Regions from separate parts of the Hordeum vulgare genome. Here region 2 is linked to region 1. Evidence: chromatin contacts called from public Hi-C data. All regions are on one chromosome and are shown on one strand. Each heading gives the region's core, a stretch centred on a gene start, on an enhancer-like site or on the middle of the called end of the contact. The rest is flanking DNA. Distances are from core to core; before and after follow the strand shown.

Evidence for each region. Hi-C and Micro-C count contacts between places; a contact is called where the count stands out from the background.
Region 2: a contact with region 1 is called in a Hi-C map of seedling, with 3 times the contacts expected there. The contact joins the promoter of LOC123443911 here to the promoter of LOC123443910 in region 1. A contact is called at or near these places in 2 of 6 Hi-C or Micro-C datasets (leaf and seedling) and 1 of 1 datasets of contacts at active chromatin or transcription factors (embryo).

Annotation. Positions count from the first base shown.
Region 1 is chr3H:377,542,967-377,549,227 of MorexV3_pseudomolecules_assembly, reverse strand. It overlaps LOC123443910, which reads left to right and starts at 3,048. Exons shown (of 14, transcript XM_045120469.1): 1 at 3,048-3,715; 2 at 3,795-3,881; 3 at 4,998-5,107; 4 at 5,266-5,316; 5 at 5,440-5,611; 6 at 5,723-6,043; 7 at 6,150-6,261. The coding sequence starts at 3,239.
Region 2 is chr3H:377,749,360-377,755,620 of MorexV3_pseudomolecules_assembly, reverse strand. It overlaps LOC123443911 (uroporphyrinogen decarboxylase 1, chloroplastic), which reads left to right and starts at 2,673. Exons shown (of 5, transcript XM_045120470.1): 1 at 2,673-2,905; 2 at 2,989-3,377; 3 at 4,466-4,750; 4 at 5,384-5,619. The coding sequence starts at 2,773.

The DNA of each region.
Region 1 (6,261 bases), core at 1,799-4,298:
ACACTCCTCGGTCAATATCCAATAGCGGGACCTGGATGCCCATATTGGATCTTACATATTCTCCGAAGAACTTATCGGCTGAACCTCAGTGTCAAGGATTCATATAATCCCGTATGTCATTCCCTTTGTCCTTCGGTATGTTACTTGCCCGAGATTCAATCGTCGATATCCGTATACCTATTTCAATCTCGTTACCGACAAATCTCTTTACTCGTTCTGTAATACAAGATCCCATGACTTACACTTAGTCACATTGCTTGCAAGGCTTGGTTGTGATGTTGTATTACCGAGTGGGCCCCGGGATACCTCTCCGTCACACGGAGCGACAAATCCTAGTCTTGATCCATGCTAACTCAACGGACACCTTCGGAGATACCTGTAGAGCACCTTTATAGTCAGCCAGTTACGTTGCGACGTTTGATACACACATGGTATTCCTCCGATGTTAGTGAGTTATATGATCTCATGGTCATAGGAATAAATACTTGACACGCAGAAAACAATAGCAACAAAATGACACGATCACATGCTACGTTTATAGTTTGGGTCTAGTCCATCACATGATTCTCCTAATGATGTGATCTAGTTATCAAGTGACAACACTTGCATATGGTCAGAAAACCTTGACCATCCTTGATCAAACCATCCTTGATCAACTGGCTAGCCAACTAGAGGCTTTCTAGGGACATTGTTTTGTCTATGTATCCACACATGTATCTATGCTTTCATTCAATACAATTATAGAATGGATAATAAACGATTATCTTGAAACAAGAAATATAATAATAACTATATTATCATTGCCTCTAGGACATATTTCCAACATTGAATTCACAAAATCCTCATCATTAACACATGAAGTTATTGAAAACGAACCCATCCCAACTATCCATGGTACATTGCCGACACAAATGTCGAACACCTTATGGGCGTGGTGGAGTAGCGGCCGGTGAAGAGCCACGTGCCTCTCCTCCCGTACATGCAGCATGCCCGTGGAAGTGAGGGCAACCTTGGTGCGAGGTAGCCGAACGTGGAGAGCGGCTGACGGCCATGGAGGAGAGGGGGTGGTGTTCCCATGAAGGTGTTATGACGACGTGAAAAGAGGCCATCAACATGCCGGCAAGAGCGGACATCAGATGCGACATGGAGACGGGGGGAAAGCGTGGACGCGATGGCGGCCTAGACACATCCAACCAACGGGAAGTGGACGACAACAGTGAGGGTGACGTGGCGAGAGGTGTGAGGTGTGTCACCCACGGGCGGGTCAAAGAACAAGGGCGAGCATCGAATGCGTCCACACCGATGCAAACCCAACCAAATTTAAATAAAAATGGATTACGACATCTATTCGCGTCGACGCGTTAGACTGCGTTTTCTATCGATCTCAACTTAGGCTGGTCGTAATGGTAGTATCATAGCTATTATCATGCATGTCAACTAAGCAATTTTGATGAGGTGGCATAGAATTAAATGAAGAACGAGAGGGTTGAGTATCATATTATGATACCGTATCATATTAAATGTTATGCTACTATGTGTCATGCATGGCAATAAATAATCTATCCTATGATGCTACTTCCTCCGTCACGGTTTAGAAGGCACAGTTAGACTTGCGTGCGTTTCCAAAATAGATCTGGTTTAAGGCGCGAAAGCAATTACTCATATTAATTAGTACTAGTACTATTCATGCATGCACCCTCTCAATTTGCTGATCACACATTAATACTAGTATTTTTTCAGTTGGTTAGGCGCATTAGCATCTATACCTGCTACATCTCACAACCAATCGGTGACTACCTTGATCCGAGAAATTTTTCAAGCATGCCTTCTAAACCGTGACAGAGGAAGTAACATATGATACTATGCATTACGGGTGTAGTATCATACTACACTAGTATCATATACACGATACTAATATATGATACTCCCATTACAACCAACCTTAAACAATCGACGCCGCATTGTAGGGTGTGTTTGGTTGGAGGGATAGGCTAGGGTGGTTGTGGGTATCCCCAACCAGGTGGCTGGGGATATAACCCTTTTTTGTTTGGTTGGTAGGGTAAGTTTATCCTTTTTTTTGTTTGGTTGGGAGGATGGAATCCTGCCGCGTCGGCCTCCTCCTGCGCCACCCGCGCCGGCCGCCACCCGTGCCGGCCGCCTCCACCCGCGCCGGCCGCCCTCCCGCGCCGGCCGCCTCCCACGCCCTGCCGTGTCGGCCGCCCCAGGGTGGTTGCCACCGCCCGTCCGTTTTTGGCGGTTGGCCACATCCCTTTGTTTAAAGAATATTCCCAGCATCTGGTTGACGCTATCCCTCCTCGTCCCAGATCCAAACGCATGACAACCACAGAAAAAAGTGTTTATCCCCGTTCTGGAAGAACATCCCTTCAACCAAACACAGCATTAGTTGTCCTCACGGTTTACGCAACACATTCCCTAGCCGCACACACGCGCTGCGTTGCGTCCGCAGCGGGGCGGCATATTTCTCCTTTGGCCGGACGCAACGCTCGCTTTGTGGCCGCCACGGCTGGAGCTTTCGGCCACGGAGCCACCCGGTTCTCTCCCTCCCTTCCCCAGGTGAGGTAACAACCATGTACCCCGCCCCACCGTTCCCAGACTTTACGGTCGAAGGACGAATCAACGCTCTCCCTTTTCCCTGTCACTTTTCTCCCCGAGTGGTTTCATTCATATTCTGATTAATTATTTCCATCCCAGGCAAGTAGCACTGCGGCGCACGAGAAAAAACATGTCGCCAGAGACTGCAAAACAGGTAGAAGCTCACCCGATAAACGGCTGACCCTTGAGGCTGCCAGGCGGGCCCTGAAAGAAGTCGTCCCACCTGTCATTCCCTGTAACACCCATGGCGGCGTGGCAGCAGCATGACACGGAGCCCAAGACGTGGTAACTCCATCCGGTTCCCGAAACACGCGGCCCCATGCTCCGCGAGGCTAAACCCCCGAGACCCCGCCGTCGGTCGGATTTCGATCCGACGTCCCAGCGCCGCCTCGGCTCCGCCTTAAACCACACCAGGCCCCTTCGTCCTCGCCAGTCGCCCCCATCCCTCTCGGACCAAACGAACGAAACAGGTGCAGCGCAACGCAACGCCTCCTTCGCTAAATACGACTCACGAGTCTTCCACAGTCCCCAGCTCCCCTCAACTGCTCCGCTTCTAATCGCTCGCTCGCTCACCCGCCATGCTCTCCACCGGCGCGGCCGCCCCGAAACCCTAGGACGAGTGCCGATGGGCTCCCTCGACAGCGCCGCCGGGTCGGGGAGCTACAAGCGCGCGGCGGCGCCGGCCCCGGTGCCGCGCGCCCCGTCGGGCGGCGGGGGCGCGGCGCGGAGGCCAGGCATGAGATCCAGGCTCGCGCGGTTCCTGCTGTTCGACAAGGTGGACTTCCTTCAGTGGATCGGCACCGCCGCCGCCTTCTTCTTCGTCACCATTCTCGTGTACACCTTCCTCCCCGGATCGGTCGTCGTCGAGAACCCGACGATGCTGCTCCCTTCTCGACGCGCCAGCGCGGGCGGGGGGCAGGGCCGGGCCGAAGCCGTGCTGCCTCGCGGCCTCGGCGGGCTGGAGGCCGGCGAGGGCCTCACGTTCGAGCCCACGAGGCTGCGGGACAAGTGGGCGAGGGAGCGGAGTCAGGATGCTCAGAGCTTGGCGGAGCTCGGGAGACCCGTAAAGAGGGTCGGGGTCCGGAAGCCGCGCCTCGCCTTGGTGAGTTATTGAGCTGGATGGTGCTTGGGTTCTGTTTTCTCGCGATTTTGGTTCTGATTTTCCATTGCACTTCGTTTAGGTGTTTGGGGATCTCTCTCCCGACGCAATGCAGCTTCAGATGATCAGCGTAGCCTCTGTGCTGGAGGCGATGGGCTACGAAATGAAGGTGCGTGGCTCAACTGCTTCCTTCTGAATACTGGAACGCGTGTTGCCGTGTCTTTATTGTTTCGTTCATTAGTTGGTTTGCTTCGACAAGTGATATTCCTTGATGGTATACACAACAAGTTCAGATTCCGTATCTGATGTACTATTCGGTAATGCAACTAATCTCTTAGTTCTGACTTCGACGTTCACACTTCCTAGTATAGCAGTTCCATGAGAGGTAGCATGAGGTATCACTGTCAGCACCTCTTTCGAACGTGGCAACAATCAAATCTAATTTATGCATTGCAAGTCTTAGTGGTATTTTGTTAGACTAATGGAGTATATCTTGCGTATATGTATCCTAATCACCCCTATGTGCGTTATGGTCTTATGGAACCCTGTGGACTGTGGTATGCTTGAACTCCCAAACCCTCCTCCTACCTTTGCACACTTTCGATATTTTGATTACTGCTAGTTCATGAGCACTTAGAGATGAAATAGGATCTTTATTGAAATCAAATATGTACTACTATTCATTTGTATTGTTTTGTCTTCTTTGTATTGTGCATGATCATTATGTTGCAGAAACTTTTGCATGTGTTAAGTTTATGAGTCAAAGCGTCGAGTCTTGTCGCCGAGGTGCGATGCATAGACTAGTGGACCATACTTGCTACAAATATACCACATTAGTAGTTAACTACACTGCAAAATTTGAAGGGAGTGGGAGCCAGAAATACATGGCCACTTGCTGAATCAGCACAGCATCTTGCTACCAGTATTAGGTTGTCGGAGGGAGCTAGGTTGATACTTTGGGCTTACTAGGAAGTATATATCTATTGGAGTGGGCTCGTTCTAACGTGAGCACAATTAGTCTAGCCACTAGTTGTGCTTGCTGGGTCACGTCTAGTCAACAAGTTGCTTGACTAGTCCAACTATTCAAGTCGAGATGTCTAGTCGAAACCCAAGTACTGAGGCATAGATTAGTTGTGTCTCTCTTATCATCGTGTGTATCTATGGTCTTTTGCACAAAAATTGAACCGCACAAGTACCCAAACCAAAATGGACGCGCACGATTGAAATGTCATAAACTCCCTGTCTGTATGTTGTTATTAATCCGCTTTGCAAATTGTCAATGCAGGTTTTCTCATTTGAGGATGGCCCATGTAGTAGTATTTGGAGGACTATTGGCATACCAGTTGAGATCTTACCTGTGGACACAAAGTTACTCACTTCTATAGATTGGCTAGAGTAAGGTTTAAAGTATATCTTGCCAGTTATTTGCTTGTATTACTTACTGCATGTTGTCTCATACTGTAACATTTTTTCCGTGAGAATAGTATGTGGCTTCACCGCTTCAGCCTCACATCCTAATAATTTCCTCATCAGGTTTATTTGCATTTCTGCAGCTATGATGGCATGCTTGTAAACTCAATTGAAGCAAGGCCAATATTTTCAAGGTAGTTATGAAACAAGGACTATGACTACACATTTCATATTATTCTAAGATGTTTGCGCAAAGTAAGGTGTTTAATTTTGACCGCTTCCAAATGTTCACTCAAAGTTAATGTGTCTTGCTGCAGTCTTTTGCAGGAGCCTTTCAAATCCGTACCTGTCATTTGGACTGTGCAAGAGACTTCCCTCGCTCATTGTATTAGGGAATATAACTCTAGTGGAATGACTCAAATCCTAGGTGATTGGCAAGAAGTTTTTAGCAGGGCAAATGTTATAGTTTTCCCCACCTACATATTGCCGGTATTTAAGCTATTCTCATACAACTAAATTTGATGTATTAATTCTGTTTGTGTTTTTATGTAGAGTCCCCAGCCTAACATAAGATTATTTTATTATATTCATTTCCTGCAGGTGACGTATGCTGCATTTGATTCTGGTAACTATTTCGTGATTCCAGGTTCTCCTGCAGTAGCATTTCAAGCTGATAGATTCATTGCGAAAAATTATGACAAAGATGTGAGAATCAGCCTGAGTTTAGGTCCAAGAGATTTTGTAATTGCAATGGTTGGTAGTCAGTTTTCATATGGTGGGCTTTTGATGGAAGAGGCACTTGTCTTGCAAGCAGTAGGACCTCTTTTACAGCAGTATCCTTCTGAGAATAGCACACAGACTGAACTGAAAGTGAGAATCTTGACAGGAAACCGAACCGATAAGCATAGGATAGCCCTTGAGGTTAGGATGTACCACCATGCTGTCTTTCATCGTTTGAATTCACTATTTAGAGGTCATAAACCGTTAAATTGCATCTAACTGCTTGGTATTGCTCTTATCATCATAGGCCATTGCTTTAAATGTTGGCTTCCCAAGAGGTGCAGTAGAGCATGTTGCTGTTGAAGATACTGATAATCTCCTTGCTATAGCTAACCTTGTCATATACTGTTCTTGCCTTG
Region 2 (6,261 bases), core at 1,424-3,923, 210 kb before region 1:
CTGCAAACGCCTCCGACTCGTAAAAGTTTTTGCTGGGCGCGGCAAATTGCCCACCCCAACGCGCGAAAACACAGGTTCTCCCCCTCGCCCCGTCGGCTCCCTGTATATATTGGAAACGGTTGGTGGATTGGACATTTCAGCTCACGCTTTCCCCCACCCACCGCCGTCGGGCGCCGCCTTCGATTCCGGCCATACCAGTCGTCGGGATCACGTCGGTGGGCCACCACACGTCCGAGATTGACCTCCACCACTCCCTCGTGCCTAAGCTGGCCGGAAAGCTGCAGATTGGTGGCTGTTTGTCGCGGCCATCAGATTTGGCATTTCCGGCCACCGGCGGCTGCGCCAAGCCATGGATTGGTTGGGGAGCACCCCACACAGCCCCGGCAAAGCGCCAACACTGCATGCACGTACTGGTTCATCCTCTATTCGCCGTCATCGGTCTGCCGGCAAGGACTCTTCCGGCCATCGCCCGGGGTCGGTGGTCGCGGAGCAGCTCGCCGGCTTGCCGATGCCGCTCATACAGTGCGACGAGTGCATAGAGACAGTGATGCGGCTCACATCTAGTACACGTCAACACCTCGGATGGGTATTCTTCAAATGCAATAACGACGAGGTATGTTCTTCTTTCTGTTCGACTTTGTCAACTTATTTGGTTAAATTTCGGTAGCTTATTGAGGTGTTCATGTGTGTAGGAAAGGTGATGCTCATTTTGGTATTGGAAAGAAGAATACATCGATTTATTGATAGAAAGAAACTTAATATATATTAGTGCACTCCTTAGTATAATTGAGGCTAATGATGCGGTTGCATGCCTTTGAAGAAAATAAAGAAGCAAATAAATGTTTTTTCATGCTCGAAATTGAAAGGCAAATAACAGATTTGCCGGCCGGCGTGGACGGCGATCGAGCAGATACGGGTCCGTTTTGTGGGATCTCCTCAGCCACCGTCCACGCCGGCCCGCAAAAACATTTTTCTACGAACTGTAAATGACTTTTGCGGGTCAACGATAAACGACTTTTGTGGGTTGGCAGCCAAGCATCCCAAGGGTGTGTTTGGTTGCGTGGGTAGCTCCACCCTCAAACAAGTAAAACAAATCTTAACCAAAAATCAAGTTGAATTAGAGCTTAATTCCATGCATTAGACGTGTTGATCGGTCTCAAACTGCAACTTAGACACAAGACATGTGTTTAAGTGAACATTCTTTTTGTGATTTTGTAAGTCACCATTCAGAGCAAAAACAAGATGAAGATTGCGAGATTAGGAATGCCAAATACAAGACCTGAAACAAGTATGTAAAGCACATGAGCCATCCATAAGCAAATCATAGGACCCCCACAAACATGGGAGACATTGGGTGGCTCCTGCTGATGTTTAGATGGGACGATGCAGAGACAACCTGGCACCTCCCGGGCCTCCGACTACCATCCACCCCGCTCTGATGGATGGGATGTCGATCTGGCAGAGCAAGGGGCGTCTGGAAGGTGCCGTTGGCGGTGGGACTTCGTCTGGCACCCATCCCACTACAGTGGATGGGGTGTGGATCTGCCAGAGCAACGACCATTGGGAAGGCAGCGATGGCGACGGAGTTTGATGGCGGACGGTGGAGCGAGGTCAGCGGGGAGATCGACGAGGATTCGACCATCACCGTCACTGATTTGAGGACGACGACGAAAGGTGAGATGAAAGCTCGAGAGGGGAACCAGAAGGAAATGAGAGGAAAGAGGTGAGGGAACGCGCTGACCCCACGACTGCGAGTGAGGCGCTACCCCACGCGTGCATTATGGGTGCACGCCATTTGCATCAGTTGGGCTTGCACGAGGGAAACGCTCGATTCCGGCGTTCCCGTGAGCCTGGGTGAGAGGCCTCCTTTTACATCGGTCGGGCCAGGCCAAGGATATGCATGGAACCAAACAGGCTGGATTTTAGGCCAACTCCATCGCGCGACTCCAAAGGGACGCCCGGTTTCGTCCGTATTTTGTCCGGTTGGATAAAAAAACGGACGGCGGACGCCGGACAGAGGCCGGACAAAGTCCTTCCACCAACGCTGCTACCCTATTTCTTGAGAGCTTGGTTAGATCCGGCCGCTCCCGCGCCCGCGCCCCGCGACGGCAGCACCACAGGTGGGGGCGAGGGCAGCGCGTGCGGCGGCGGAGGACAGCACGGGCGTGCATGGTGGTCACGGGAGAGAAGATGAGGAGAGAGGGTGACATGTGGGCCATACGCGGACACAAGCGGACAAGAGGACGCGAAGGCGGACGTTTTCTGTCCGCTTTGGCCCTAAACCCAGAGCAACTTTGGTCTGGAAATAGGTTAAAAACGGACACAGACATGATAAAAATGGGTATGCTCCCACGCGGTGGATCGTTTATTTGTCCGTTTTACCTCAAACGAACACACTCGGATGATTTGGGGTCGCGCGATGGAGTTGGCGTTACATGTTACTCCCTCTGTTCCTAAATATAAGTCTTTAAAGGGGTTTCATTAATGAACTACATACGGATGTATACAGATATATTTTAGAATGTAGATTCATTCATTTTGCTTCGTATGTAGACTTCTAATGAAATATCTTAAAAAACTTATATTTATGAAGGGAGGGAGTAGGTGCGAGCCAGGTGGGAGCCAACCAAACACGCCCCAAATGCGCAGGCTGAACCTGCACACCGGGAGACGTTCGTCAGCTGTTGGGCCCCCGTTCTGCCTCCATCGCACCCAAACTCCCACTCCCAACCCAAAATCAGATAAGCAAAGCAGCGCGACCTCGCGAGCAACATGATGTCCCCGACGACTACCGCTACGGCTACGGCCACGGCCGCCGCCTTCCTCTCCGCGGCTCCTGCCTCCTCGTCCTCCACCCACCGCCGGCGTAGCCGTCTCCCTGCTATCTCCGCCTCCCTCCCGTCCGGTAAAACCAACCGCCCTAGTACTCCTTATTATCCCTCCCCGACATTTCCGCCCCAATCTGACCAATACCCACTGCATCGCCAGAAGAACCGCTGCTCATACGTGCGGCGAGGGGCGAGGACGGGCTGCCCAGGCCGCCGGCGTGGATGATGCGGCAGGCTGGGCGGTACATGGCGTCGTACCAGGCGCTGTCCAAGCGCCACCCTTCGTTCCGGGAGCGGTCGGAGACCACCGACCTCATCGTCGAAATCACGCTACAGCCCTGGCACGCCTTCGCACCCGACGGCGTCATCCTATTCTCGGACATACTCACGCCGCTGCCGGCCATCGGGGTGCCGTTTGATATCTCGGAATCCAAGGGGCCGGTGATCCAGTCGCCTGTGCGGACGGAGGAACAGGTCAGGGAGCTCGTTCCCATAGATCTCGATAAGCTCCAGTTCGTTGGGGAGTCGCTCAAGATTCTGCGCAGCGAGGTAATGCCGATACATTTGTATGCTTAACTATGAAGGATTAAAATTGCTATTGTTTTTTGTTGTAATAAATTGGCATTGGTGGTCTGTGGTGAATTGATGCTAGCTATATCAGTTTATCAAGCACTGTTTAGAGCCCTTGTATAGGCTTCATAGGAGTCAAGTAGTGGTGTGGTTTTGCGTTATGAAAATGGTACTATGTGATGAAATTGTTGGTTACTAGAGCAGTAGAGCTATTGTGGTGCAGTTATCGTGACTCATAGAAGAGTGTATCATAGGAGAATTGCCAGTAAACTCACGGAACTTGTCGTGATTCTGTCGGTCCAATAGGTGACGAACAGTATGGGTATTTGCTTGCACCTTGTTTTTATTATTGACTAAAGTGATTTGGACCAATGGCTGCATGGTTGACATCAAGCTCACAGTGTAGAGTCAGTAAAACCAAAACCGATGGCGTAATTTAGTAGCTTCAGGAGTATTTCTGCCTCTATGCCTGGCTGCTAGATGATATAAATCTCAGAAAGAAATAGTGACATGTAATGTGTGGATGAAAAAAGCTGATGCATTCTGCTTAGCCAGCGTATACCCACAATTCACAACATTGAGAATGTGAACTGGAAGCTGCAAAAGAAAGGAGACTATGGAACTTGTTGGGTTTCCAAGCATTTGGGTGTTAATTGGCAGGCTTATGCCGATGCCTTTTTTTTTGCATTCTAAACATTGGTTATGTATATTATAGCTATTACCACATGCTTTCCTCCTTTACATGCTTTGAAATAAATGGTGATGCTAATGCTTATTTCAAATCTCTGGTTCAATTTAAATCTTCCAGCAGCTTGTGGTCAAACATGAGAATGACGATATTTGCATATTACATCCTAAGATCACCATATATTACTTAATTTGTGCGTACAGTGGTCTAGTTTAAATGTTTAACGTTATACACTCATCACATAATATTCTCATCAGCATTAATAAGCTGTTTATAAGTAGCCCTTTGTATAAAGAATTGGACTAAATCTGCTTTATCTATGCACTTGTACTGGATTTTCTTCAGATTCTCATACGCCTCTGTTTCCACTACCTGCTAGATTGATGGAAAAGCTGCTTTGCTAGGATTCGTGGGGGCCCCATGGACAATTGCAACTTATGTTGTTGAAGGAGGGATGACCAACACTTACACAAATATAAAGCGCATGTGCCACACAGCACCAAATGTCTTGAGGGGCCTTCTCTCTCACCTCGCAGAAGCTATATCTGACTATATCATTTACCAAGTAAACTCTGGTGCTCAGTGTATACAGATATTTGATTCTTGGGGTGGGCAACTTCCACCTCATGTGTGGGAGCAATGGTCAAAACCATACATCAGACAGGTACCTGTTCTTTCGTTTCTCTCGCTCTTATCTATTTTCTTATGACATGGTGGCTGGTAGTCTAGTGTCGACCAGGTTGGAGCTGCACTGTATAATAGAGCATTAATGATTGCCAGTGTTATCTTCCCAAGTTCAACGTGTATTGTAAAATATCTTTCCTTGTATTTATACTCAAATACTTCTGATATGACGCGCTACTTTAAACTCTTTGTAACTGCTGGTATATTATACCCTCAACGAGCATGCAAGAATCAATAGGAAACTGTATGGTTATGATTGTGAGTTCTTCTATAATCCGACAAGGAACACAGCGAGCATGCAAGAATCAATACAAACAGTCGGAAACCATGTTCATGTCAGCAACATGTTCTTGTATACATGCATTTGGATACTGTATTGTGTTATACTTAACTTTACATATCTGCAAGGAGGTAAACACCATTGGTGCATACTGATGACTTATTTTGGTCATAAATGGTGATTCTTTTGAGCCCTATCACTTTAAAATGAATATCTAATGCAACCTAAGGAGTTCAGCTTAAACCTTTCAGTTCATAGTTTGTAAGGTTAGCAAGAGTTAAGAGTTCTGTTGATTATGTTCTTTAGATCTTTATGAAACTATTTCATTGGCAGATTGTGGCTAAGATTAAGACAGAATGCCCTCACATACCACTCGTACTGTATATAAATGGAAATGGAGGCTTGCTTGAGCGCATGAAGGACATAGGAGTTGATGTTATTGGGCTTGACTGGACAGTGGATATGGCAGATGGAAGGAGGCGCATTGGTGATGGAATTAGTGTACAAGGGAATGTGGACCCAGCATATCTATTTTCACCATTACCAGTATTGACTGATGAAATCCATAGGTTAGTGAATACTTCATCATGCGCTTATTTTATGTTCTTTTAGTTTTCATATAAATACACACCGAACAGTTTATCAGTGAGGCGTACCAAACTTCTTCATTTGTATTACGTATATGTTTGGCCATCAGTTATTCATGTTAAGTCTTCACTCGTCGACCAGTGGTTGTGCCAGTAACTCAAGCATGTAATGTCAATTTGAATTTGTGATGCCAAATACATTTGTGTCTGCAAATTTATACTATCTTTTGCATTAATTTTACTTGTGCTTAAGGGTTTTGCAAAAATGTTGTGTGGTCAATTCACCACACAACTTGAACTAGGCTTCGCCACTGTCATTGACCCTATGTTGTATGTCCTATTAAGGCCTTCTTAGTTCATCTCAGTGCAACTGGGCAGCTTGTACAACTGATTTCATTTCTGAAGCATTCGTTCAATTGCGTACCAAGTAAGCTATTGTGCTCATCTTTAAATGTCTTCCAACTTCTGGTTGTAAAACACTAAACAGATGATCACAGGATGTTGCATTCCCTTTTGGCAGGGATACATTAGTTCTGACCTTAAGTGCTGCAATTTTAGGTCCTTAGGGTTTGTATCATGTCATAGGACTTTGTATCAGTTGATGATCTAACTGGGTTACACAGT